3 separate regions of the Rattus norvegicus genome follow, and all the other regions are linked to region 2. Evidence: chromatin contacts called from public Hi-C data. All regions are on one chromosome and are shown on one strand. Each heading gives the region's core, a stretch centred on a gene start, on an enhancer-like site or on the middle of the called end of the contact. The rest is flanking DNA. Distances are from core to core; before and after follow the strand shown.

The links. A called contact is a pair of places that touch in the nucleus more often than the background predicts.
Region 1: a Hi-C map of mammary epithelial cells shows a contact between it and region 2, with 2.1 times the contacts expected there. The contact joins the promoter of Tdp1 here to the enhancer-like site in region 2. A contact is called at or near these places in 3 of 12 Hi-C or Micro-C datasets (the Rat2 cell line, Schwann cells and mammary epithelial cells).
Region 3: a contact with region 2 is called in a Hi-C map of mammary epithelial cells, with 2.6 times the contacts expected there. The contact joins two enhancer-like sites. A contact is called at or near these places in 3 of 12 Hi-C or Micro-C datasets (Schwann cells, hepatocytes and mammary epithelial cells).

Annotation. Positions count from the first base shown.
Region 1 is chr6:124,891,065-124,894,953 of GRCr8, reverse strand. Tdp1 (tyrosyl-DNA phosphodiesterase 1) reads right to left here and starts at 2,133. Exons shown (of 16, transcript NM_001031657.1): 1 at 2,125-2,133. It overlaps Efcab11 (EF-hand calcium binding domain 11), which reads left to right and starts at 3,279. Exons shown (of 6, transcript NM_001024350.1): 1 at 3,279-3,418. The coding sequence starts at 3,344.
Region 2 is chr6:124,097,016-124,100,968 of GRCr8, reverse strand. It overlaps LOC102550434 (a long non-coding RNA gene), which reads right to left. Exons shown (of 10, transcript XR_010052802.1): 3 at 1,800-1,941; 4 at 1,455-1,520; 5 at 971-1,119. Among named protein-coding and RNA genes, the nearest start is that of Cpg1, 57 kb to the right of the region's middle. Within about 2 kb of position 2,323, at least 24 of the 93 cell types and tissues checked have an H3K27ac peak or open chromatin away from gene starts, as enhancers often do.
Region 3 is chr6:124,648,174-124,652,095 of GRCr8, reverse strand. No RefSeq gene overlaps it. Among named protein-coding and RNA genes, the nearest start is that of Foxn3, 78 kb to the right of the region's middle. Within about 2 kb of position 1,540, at least 38 of the 93 cell types and tissues checked have an H3K27ac peak or open chromatin away from gene starts, as enhancers often do.

The DNA.
Region 1 (3,889 bases), core at 884-3,383, 790 kb before region 2:
TACCAACCTCATTATGGAAACAAGGCCCTTCCTCTGTTTTAGAGGAGCGACTGTGACGCAAATGTCAAGATCATGTAGGAAGTGGCTTCTAATTTGGAGGAGTGGATCTGGTCAGCATCGGCTTTCACTGCTCCCTCAGACTGGACCAGGTTCCCAGCATGCCAAGGAGCTTGTGGAACCAAGGCCCAGCCTGACGAGACTCCCAACGTCTTTCCTTCCACGGCTTATTTTCTATCTCACCAGGCAGTGCCTAAGAGCAGAGGTCCAAAGAAACAGTAGCAGTAAGGGATGTCAAAAGAAGGAGAATACAGAATACTCACCGAATCAAAGCAGCCCAGCAATAAATCCCACAGTGGAGGTAACTGGGGCCTGCCACTGACTAACCACATATGACAGCAGCCCCATTCATTCAAACTCAGTCTCTACGTAAATCAAGGAGAAAGCTGTAGCCTAAAAAGTGCTTTACATTTTGCTTCTGAAGCATAGTGGGCCCTGGACTCTTCCACAAGCACCTGCAACACTTGTTTCCCTGTCAGCAGGATACCGCTATGACTCCATTATAGCTACAATAGCAAAATAAAGTCTACTTTGTAAAGGTATTTATGTAGGAGTGGATTTGAATAAATGTTAAGAAAATAACAGCGTATGTGTACAGAGAATAAATAAAATCTAGGGAGGCAGGCGAGGCAATGGAATTTGGGAAGAAAATCCCATGGAGTCCCTTCACAAGACAGCAACTCAGGATGTCATCGGGAACTTCGTCAAGGGCTTAAAAACTGTGCATGAAGGGCTAGAGCTTCGGCCAGTGGATAAGAGGGTTTGCCATGATTTCCAAAGTCCAGAACAATTTCTATGACTGTAACCCCAACACTGTGATAGCCAAGCAGGTCCCAAGAGTTCAGTGGCCAGCCCCCTTGAAAGAAACTGCCATCTTCTGCTTCTGAGAGATCCTGACTCATTAGAACACGTCAGAGAGCAACTGAGAAAGACACTCTATAACTATGTGTATATGTACACGTGTACACACACACACGAGTTGATGCAAAAAAGCACTCTATTTAGAATTTTGCTTCCACTGTTCCCTGGCTGGCTGAGCAGACCCTGTAGAGAGTATTTCTTCTACACAGACATTACTCCTCAGACATTTAAGACCTAGGCACCACATTCCAGGTTCCTCTAAGGTGGTCCTTAGCCCAGAAGTAAGCAGAATTCAGAACTGAGAATAAAGAATTAATATACCACTTCTCTTCCAGACAAGTTTAATTTTTGGGTGAAAAGCACAAATTAACACATGAAAAGCCTAAAAGTCAAGATGACTACAGACGCTTATTACGTTTTACATGGGTAACCTTTCTTTGGAACCATTGTGGAGTAGCATCTGAGACCTTGGAGGAAAAGGAATCATCAGGCTAAAAGACAGGTGAGCAACATTCCAGACAGACGGAATCGAACCAGGAGGTGGTAGCTAGGTTCTAACTGTAACATAGAAATGGTCCAGAAAGAAGAGGTGGGGACACTAAGGCAAGGCTGTTAAAAGTCGAATTTTATTGTAAAAACAATGGGACTCCCAGTGAGTGTTTTAGTAAGAGTGCCTTGGCCCGTCTAATCTTTGAAAATGATCACATCCAATACAACTTTGTGGACACGTGGCGATAAGAACGTTTCTGCTGCTTAAGAAGATGGTCAGGGAGCAATGGGTAATTTGGGGGTAGAGTAAGCAAAAAAGCTGCTAACTTTCCCCGGGCGCTCATCTCTGCCCAGATATAACTTCATCAGTACAGACTCATTTCACTCTCAAGTCAGCCCGATTTCACGGCAGTGTCCCTGGTGTGGAAACTGAGGGCAGAGAGGTTCAAGAGCCTGACCCACGGAGGAAGCAAAGGCCAGCGGCTCCGCAGCGCGTCCCAAGGACCAGGACCGCAGGTTCCGGGGCTCAGAGGAGGAGACCCTGCCCAAGAACCCCGGCCTCGCCGCTCTCCTCGCGGTGCACACCGAACCCTGCTGGCCTTCCACTACCACATCGGAACGCAGCGGCCAGCGCGCCGCCATCAGGAGGGCGGGCGCAGAGTTACAGCCACGAGCAGAGACCGCCCCGAGCTGGCGCCCGCAGCCGCAGACACCTACCTGACCCGCCAGTCCGCCGCTGCCGAAGCCACGCCTCCGCGGCGCGTCCGCGCATGCGCGCAGTTCAAACTCGCAGGCGCCGCGGCTTTGCCAGTCGGCCACGTCCCCTTCCGGAAGTCCCCCGCTGGGTCCTAAATCCTGCCTTCTTAGCAAAGAAGTAGAGTCGAGGGGCGCCTCACGGCTAGTTTCCTGTTGACTCCGTAAGGAGAGAGAAACAGAAAGCTGTGGCTTGCTTCTCTCGTAGTTAATTTGCAAACAACACCTCCATTCTGGGTATGCTCTTGGGCAGCTTCAGGCGCTCAGGGCTAAGACAGCGGCGAGCTTTGGGAGATAGGTGAGCTGAAGAAAAAGGCAGCTGCTTCAGGCTTTAAAATCCACTGCAGGATAAAAAGTTAAATGAGTTCCCATAAGACTCAGAACTTCCTTTGAAGGTTTCTCCTTTGAAACGGATGTATTCCTGTCAATCTCACTGATTCGCCAGAAGGGTAGAGGGCTGTGATTTATAAGCCGGTCTGGAAAACGATGCACTAGTCCATATTATTCACTTTCTATAAAGATGTCTGGTATAGAATTCTTGTGCTAGTCCTTCAGTCAGCCTCATGTCAGGCATCGCTTTCCGAGGGTTGAATAATTGTGTGTCAACACTCAAAACGGGTCATTTCGTTTGATTGTCCTAGATACAGTGTTACGTATCAGGGTTACCAAGAGGGCGAAAATAAACACAGTAGCTGCTCTGAGAAGGCCGTTCAATGGCTTGTTGGTTTAAAAATGAATCTTGGGAGTTAACTCAATTTTTGTGTGTGTTTGTGTGCTTTCTTCACATTCTTCGTGTGTCTCCTATCAAATCTAACAAAGGCACGGGTCAGAATAATCAGAGAGTTTATTTTAAGTTCGGCAGATTGCCTGAAGGCAATCAAAGCCTGGTAAGAAAGCACAGAGGTACCTAATCTCCCTCACCAGCTCTCAAAGAGTCAAGAAAGTCGAGGAGAGGCGGAACCAAGATCCAGAGGCGGGCCTTAGAAGCCCCTCCCCGTTGTCATACAGAGCTTTTAACCAATGACAGTACTACATCAACGCCAGTGGCTCGGAGGCTGGCCAATGGGAGGAACCGTTGGAGTTGCGCGGCGAAGTTGAGTCCCAGCGGTGGTGGGCGTGGCCGCAGTGGCTGTTCTCGCTGGAGCGAAGGAGCTTCCCTGGCTTGGTCTTGGTGTCGGTGGGGATGTTCCTGTCAGAGGCAGGCGCCAGGCCGCGAGCAGGCGAAATCAGCGCCTCAGAACGCAGGAAATGGGTGGAAGTAGGTGTGGGAACGCGACCCGAGTTTGGACTTAAGCCTGACCAGGGCCACCTCTGTCACCCCTCTTGGGTCTCCCTCAAACAGGTTCTAGTCAACCCTGGAAAGAACTGTTCTTTAAACTGAGGCATAAGTGCCCCACTATGATCACTTCCCTGACCACCACACTATCCACAGATAATCACTTCTGTCTTCCATCCCCTACCATCACCTTCCTAATCCGAGGAATGAGCTATTGCATACAGTTTGTTCGAGTGGTCTAGAGGAATGGATTTGTCAGCCCCTTAAACTTTGTCAAGTTCTTTAAACTTGGGGAGAGGGGATAGAGGGAAAATTTTAACTCAGCGGTTCTATTGCTTGAGGATTAAAACTAGAGTGATGAAACCGCGTTTTGAAAGCTCCACAACCAGGCTGAGTTTTAGATGTTTGTGTTTCTGGTTTGTGGCTTACTAACTGTAGACCTTTGGTATTCCG
Region 2 (3,953 bases), core at 1,074-3,573:
ATGGGGGAAAGGCCACCAAGCAGAAGTTAAAGCTGAAAAACAGAGAGATCATGCACTTAAGTCTTTTAGAAGGCGGAGGGTGGGTTTTTAATATACTTCTCTGGAGATATAATACTAGTTTATCTGTCCCAATTCTTATTCCTGTTGGAACAAATCAGCACAAATTCCGTGCCTTAGAATATCATCATAGGATTCTCTTGTGGTGCCAGAGGTCAGAATTCTACTGTTTCCTTCCCCTGGCTAAAGTCAAGATGGGAAGGAGATGTGTTTCTTGGGGAAGCACTTGGAGAGAGTGTGTTTCTGACTCTTCTGGGTTTTGGGGCTCATGGCCTCTTGCTCTCTTGTTAACTCCAGAAGCCTAGTGTCTTTAGATCTTTCCCCGTTACCGTTGAAACTTGGCCTTTCTTCTCCATAAGAACCTTTGTCACCAAAAAGAAGAGCCCAGGATTTATATCTCAAAAATCCTTAATCCAATTCCATCTGCAAAATCTTTCTGTGGTATGAGGTCATAGTGATGGGTTCTAGGAATGAAGTGGACATCTTTAGGCTTCGATATTTACCCTAATGTGCATTGAGTCAAACCCTATGTATTGATTTTAAATAAATAATAAAAAAAGATTTGCTATTGACAAGTCCATGTGATTTTATCCAAAACTTCTCAATGGGCACAATTACCATGAATGCTGGTGATAAAAGGGATGGTCAGGAGTGGTGGCCCACACCTATAATCCCAGCATTGAGAAGGTTGGTTCAGGATGACTGTGAGTCAGAGTCTGACCAGCTACACAGTTGAGTCCTTGTTCAGAAAGCATAGGAAGGGGGTGGTTTTGCCATCAGCTGCCAGCCCTGTGCTCAGCCTGTTGTTTCGGGAACAGTGTATCTGGCAATTTCTAGCCGACCATGTATGTTAGTGGAGGCTAAGGTCCTTCCCAGGAAGCATCCGTGGGTTTCTCGCACCAAAGCCACTTACCTCGCTATAGGTTCAGGTGAGGTCAGCACAAGGACTGTAGAAGGAGACCCTCCCTACAGAAGGAGGAAGTTCCTCTGTGAGACAACAAGACCTTCCAGTGGATATCACCACACTCTGTTGTGGAGAGGGCAGCATGGGACCCTTCTGTTCTATAATGTGTGAGAGAGACAGGAGAAAAATCACATACCACACAGGAGCTTGAGACTAAAGGGGAGAAATGGCTTTACACTTGTGTATCTTCTTCACTGTGAATTGGGGGGAGGGTACCAATTTTGATTTTCTACAATATTTCTTTTACCCACAAATCAACACATATCATCTAACATATGATCTAATACAGTGCCAAGCACAGAGACCCTAAGATGTCTATATTCAACATTACATTCAGTTATTTATCCTGGTCAGTGGGTTTTGGGGCACCCTTAACCTCCTTGTTACTAAGACTTCATTCTTCATCTCATTTTCACGCTGGTCTGTGGTTTACCTTTGCGTATATTTTCTTTAATGATAATTCTGGAGGGTCCCTCCCGGGCAAAATTCAAACTTTTATCTGTGGAGGAAAACCCAAGGCTGGTTAGGATCCGTGGAGGTAGAGAAAAGGGAGGCGACCCTCCTCCCCCAACTTCTGTGGGTGCCCTCTTCCAAGACATTCTCTTTATTACCAATTGCCTTCTCCAAGTGAGAAAAAAATAAACTAATTTTATATCTATTCAGTCCAATAAAGCTCATTGTCCTACCTCCACCCCCCGTGATAAGAGGCAGGAACAGTTCATTTTCCATTGCTAAGCAACGGCAGAAAACAGTGATCGGCATCTGTGCCCGGCCTCACCGGCTGATAGGGATCGCTGTCTAAAGTTCATGTTTGCATTCTGAAGTCAACAGTAATTGTAGTTCCCGATTAGTCTTCATTAGGATAGTTTATGGCTGGCCTAACTCCAGTCTCCACTCAGTGGTTTGAATGTACTGTCTTCCTAGGGAAAGAAATATTTGGCAGTAAAAACCCTTGTGCGGATTTCCTCCGCTCATTTCCCTTCGGTGGGCCAGGAAAGTACGGTCCACACCCGTAGTTCCCTGGCCTGGGACAGCAAGGCCACTGTTGGAGGCATTGGAGGAATCGGGTGGAAAAGAAGGCTGTGTACTCCTGGGCTGGCTTCTGTCTACTCTACGGAAAAAGTAGGTCAGTGGCGCACAGGTCTGTTTGGTAAAAGAGTTCTTGCAATTTGGGGCCCAAAGCACGACCCGTCTTTCCAGAGCAAAGGTATGTAGGGCCTTTCTTTCCATAGACCTGAGTCTCCTGCCCGCCTGCCTGGCTCAGGAATGGGTCAAACACTGGCTTTACTGTAGTGGTTCAGTCTCAGCCAACTTGAAAGCGCCGCTCTAGGCCACCAGCTCCCAGGTGTTGACTCACCCTGAGGCTGAGAGCCTGGCAGCCTAATATGGCAGCAGCCCAGGCCCTTACATAACTTGCCCTTTTAGCCCTAGCTCAAAGTTCCAAGGCTGATCGGGGAAAACAAATACAGAAAACAGCTTCGAGCAATTCATGAGCGTGTTACCCTCCTTTTTAGACCCCATCCTCAGACGTCTGTTTACCCTCAGCACTTTTCAGAGACAGTGTGGCTCCTGACTGCCCTCCTATACCCCATCCCCTAGAGTTGCATTGGATTTCTTAGAGCCGTGGTGGAAAACAAGCCTACTTGCGCCCCCTAGTGTACATGCGAATCAAAGCATTGCAAATTGAGTACCAAGAGCTTGCCGCCTCCAAGAGATTGGGGCAGCCCCGTGTCTTGAGGTCTAGGGCGGGGACCAGAAACCATACTTAAGTCTTGTCCTCCACCCCACCCTCACCCAGTTGTGCTCTTCTTGAGCCTTCCGCTTGTAATCTAAATCAAGTACTCGAAACGCGCCAAGCTCATGGGAGACAAGGGAATCTTTGCTAGTGGCGGACAGTGTGGCCGGAAACAGACACTATCGAGTCAAAGTCCAGTTGTTTTGCTACAGTCGTTAAGTTGTGCCATCCGTGTCTCTCAGACCCTTTGGGGTGATGATTCCCTAACAGAAGGAGAAACTCTGAATTGAACAGCGAGTTTCTTGGAACCTGATCATCTTGTACGTCTTCTGTCACCAAAGGAAGATAGGAGAGAGTCCAAGAAAATACACAATCTGGTCAGAATCTGAGGTAGGGGCACTGAGACCTGAGGAGGGTACCAGGAACCATGAGGACACTAGGAAAAACTGAAAACCATCTTCTCAGGGTAAAGAGGAAATTTGCCTCCAGAAAGCTTGGATCCGCAACCTGAGTAAGTTACTTGGACACTCTTCCCAGGTTGACTCACTTGATTGAAGTCAAGCGCGGGCTGGCAAATGCATTTCATATCCTGCACCAACCTTAGTGAAGTATGAAGCCTAAAATGTTGAATTGAGAGTGTTCCTGAAGGTTCAGTTTGATAAAAAGTATCGTGATTGATTAATAATGTCTGCTGTGAGCATAGAACATATGAGTCCTGGCATACATGGTGAACATGCAAGGAAGTAGGGGCGTGTGTGTTTTGTACAGAAGATATGCCATAGTATTCATTATTTTCATTATAAGTGGGATTAAATTGATTCCTAAGTTTTCTTGGGTCTAGAGAACTTATTCTCACCATTCCCCTCCTTACTCTGCAAAACCCCATGACTGACCAACCGGAAGGCTGACGTGGGAGAAAAACAGAATGGCGGTGAGAATATGTCTGAGTTTCTCCTCTCCTAAGATACAGAGTTATGACACCACGGAGGGATTAACCGAATGTGACTGCAGGCGCAGAGAGCTAGCAAGTGCTTTGAGCATGTGGAGAAAGGGCGGGACCGTCCAAAAGCTCCTAAGTAGTTTACAGACACCCTTGTGAGTTACTCAGTCCAGAAGAGCTCACTGGAGAACAAGGTCACTGCCTGCACATCATAAACACAAGACGTGGAAGAGGTGGCTCCAGGGTACAGTGCTCAA
Region 3 (3,922 bases), core at 291-2,790, 550 kb before region 2:
AGGGGTGGAGGGGTGGAGGGGTGGAGGTGCCGGGATAGACTGTAATGGGTGTTGTTGGTCGTCTGTTCCCACAGTGTCAGGTCCCACCCAGCTCCCAAGTGTTTAGATGCCTTCCTTCTCACGACTCAGACTTCCAACGTCCTTTATTTTACAATAGTTAGTTCATCCTGGCCCAGCCAAGGTCCCAGAGCGGTAAGTGTTTATACTCACAACCTTCGCCAGGTACACAGAGACGGAGGTGAGGACCGGGTCGGGGAGAGATAAAACTAACAGTGTTTGTACATCAAGGGATACCCTCCTTGGGAAAGGTATGCTTTGGGTCACGCTGTGCCTGGATCTTCACTTTAAATTATTACTCTTTAGCTTGGCTTCTTGTACCCCTCTGTTGCAGTAAAAATTTAAAAGAGCCGTTTCCTATCAGTTCCTGAGAGCCGGATCTGCTCACTCTGGCTGCTGCTCTGCCATTCGGTCTTCAAGACACCGTCTCTGGATTGTCTCCCTTTGAGCCACCCTCTCTGCGCCATCCCCTAGGTGGTAGTTACTACGCCTGGCACGCATGCGCGCGCACGCACACACACACACACACACACACACACACACACACACACACACACACACAATCTCGTTCTGCGGGCCCTTGCGTGTTCTCACAAAAATAACCAAATACATAAATAGGTAAACTTCGTGGACATAGTTGAGGAGAAAACAGTTTTTACACCCCTCCCCCCAAATATCTACCTCAACGTGGGATAACCACAGCAAGCAAGTCGGTCTTGGGTTACCATTTTCTCTCTTTACTAAGAATTGAGAGTTTCTCGTTGTGCCAGTAGTATTTACAGACAGGGACATCTGCAAATTATCAGGGATACATCACTATGTAAACCGTTTGTCCAAAGGTATTTTGGACGTCTCTGATTTCAAGTTCTCAATCCTCTTGTCAGACCTTGTTCCAGACAGCATGTCCCAGGTGGTGTGGGGTATGCGTGCTTGGACGGCAAAGAGAATGGGGGTCTAGCCAACAGGCAGCCTAGCGAGGAAATTTGAGCAATATAAAAGGACTGGACCTCATGAGTATCCTGTCCCATCCCGCCCAGCTGTTTGACCTTGGCTACACTTTATGGTAAATGAATTAACTAACCTCTATATCACAGGATTAAAAAAAAATTAGATGACATACAGAAAGTGCTTTGCACGACTCCTGGTTGAAGTCAAGACATGGATCCGGCTAGAGAGGAAAGAATGGTGGGTTAGGGAGCCTTCCAGGGGCTTTGGGGACTTTTAGATCAAGTGAGGACAGAGGAGGAGGGAGGCGAGAGGAAACAATGCAGAGGTGTTTTCTCCTGGGTCAAGGGCCACAGTGCTCCTGGGTGAAGGAGTGTGGACCTCACATGGGCCAGAAGGGGCGACTGAGACACTGGGCCACCACGTGGCCATCAAACCCAACCCCCACGTCAGTCTCTGCCAGGCAGAAGTAGGTGAAGGGTGGAAGCCGGGAGACCGGGCCGCGGAGGCGGACGCCCGCTGCAGGTCTCCTAGCAACGCCAGCCCCGCCCCGCCCGGCCTGGAGCGCCGGCGCCCGAAAGCGGGGACCGGCAGGCCACGGTTGCCATGGCAGCGCAGCCGCCGCGCCTGATGCTGGCGGCTTCTGTGGGAAGCTCGGGCCCTGAGCCCCGCGTGGGCGGCCCGGCGGCGTCCCCAGATCTCCCCGAAAGGCGCAGCCACCGAGTCGCTCCTCGGGCGTAACCGGATCCCCTGCTCGTCCACGCCGACGGGGCGGGTCACGGCTTGGAGACTTTTTCAGTTCGAAGGGACGGAGTTGATCGTCCCGGCAAGGTCTAAACTCGGCAGAAACGTGCATGCGCGTCCCCTCACGCGCACACACCAGCACACACCTTGAGGCCGTGCGTCTTTTCCGCAAATGTTTTCTCCTGAAAGATTTGGTTTTTTAAGTCTAAGAAAGAGTATGTGCAGAAATCAGACAGGCTTCCAAATTCTGTCCTTGAAAACAACGTCGAAATAAAAGCTGCATTTCTTAAGGGCCATTTTTAGATCGTAAATGTCTGAATCCGGACTGGCAATCTGCAGTGGGCTTCACCGGGAGAATCCGGTTAGAGGTTTTAAATTTTAAACCGTTTACGCCACCCCACTCCACTCCCTGCTAGGGCAATAGTCTCGCTAGGGCAGAAGAAGCCACTTGCAAATACAAAGCTCATTCTCTGGCTTGAGAGTATTTTTAACTGAGGCGGAGTCAGTCACGTGTTTGTGATTTTAATCAAATTGACAAGGGCTCGGAACAGGAAAAGCTCGCCATCTAATTCGAACACAACATTAGGGACATCGTGAAGCAGCCTCTTTGGTCTTGTTCGAATCAGAGCTTTTCACATCTTAATGTTCTGCATATAATTTCCTCGATCCACTGCAACTGGAAAATTTAAATGAAACCCTATTTCTTAGATTCATTTTTATGGTAAATGTCTCTGGGCTGAGATTATGCATATTTCTCGATCAACAAGAAACCGGAGCAGCAATCACCGTGAATTGAGCACCTCGCTGATTGAGCAACACTTGAACCTGGAGGCACGAACAGCCCTAATCTCAGAGTGAAAATCCTTCACGGTGTATTTCAAAAGAGTATTTACAGCTAACCTTTTCCACTCCGAAGGATCATTCACTTGCAACTTTCCTATCCTTCGCTTTGTCAGAGTAATCGCTTTAAAAAAAAAAAAAAAACCCAACTACTTTTACCTACTTTTTAGTTTGTAGCTGGAGAGATGATCATATAAAAAAGTATTTATGGGGAGGCAGATGAAATGACTCAGCAGGTAAAGGCGCTTGCCCTGCAAGCCTGACAAGTTAGCAGGATCCCTGGAAGCCATATAAAGATGTCAGGAGAGGACGCAGAGCCTGGCACACCTGTACCCACACACAGTGGTGACAGATGTCGGTGACTTGAGTTTTTAAAGTATAGCCAGATGTGGTGGAACACGCCTGTTATCGCAGGCAGAAGCAGGAAGACCACTGCAGGTTGGAGGCCAGCCTGGTCCACACAGTGAGACAACATCTAAAACAATAACAATAACACAAAAGAGCATAGTTTTAAAGTAATAACCGCTGTTTTTGTGCGGGGAGGGGGGGGAGAGAGAGAGAGAGAGAGAGAGAGAGAGAGAGAGAGAGAGAGAGGAGAGAGAGAGAGAAAGAGAGGGAGGAGAGAGAGAGAGAGGGAGGAGAGAGAGAGAGAGAGAGAGAAAACACATCTCATGTAGCCTAGGCTGGTTTTGTAATTGCTCTGGAGCCAAGGCTAGCCTTGGATTCCGGCTCTCCTACTCCACAGGAACGCACCATCATGTCTAGCTATGAATCCAGGTGTGTGGAGACACGCATAGCCATTCTCTTAATCGTTTTCTCCTCCCAGTATCAAAACAGAACCTTATAATTTATGTGGTGGAGAGGAGAGGATTAATTCTGACAGCAAAATCAAGTATCTGAAAGTAACAACCTCCTGTTTAGTTGGTACTGGGGGAGAAACACAAAGAATCTATGCTACTAAGGTATACTCTGTACATTTTTCATGGAAAGGGCAAATCGGTGAATTGGCTTAGGATTTGCTGGTTTAAGTGTGAGGATAGTAGAAACCACGGTGAATTTTATCATTAAATTAACCCTTGCGAATGTTTTTTTATTTGGTAATTCTCACCATTTCTCTGATGTGTCTTCACTGTCCTATGGGTCTTCCTCACAAAGGCTGTATCTTGGTAGGAGCCCGGAACAACTCGACTGCAGGATATTGGAAAGGGTCCACAAGCATTTGGCAAATCGCATCGCTCAGATCAACTCTTTCACAGCCAGGTTGGACTTGTTGTCTTGGGGTTGTGGGGGAGGGGGGTTGTTTGTTTTTGTGTCTCAGATGAAAGCTGAGTTAGGC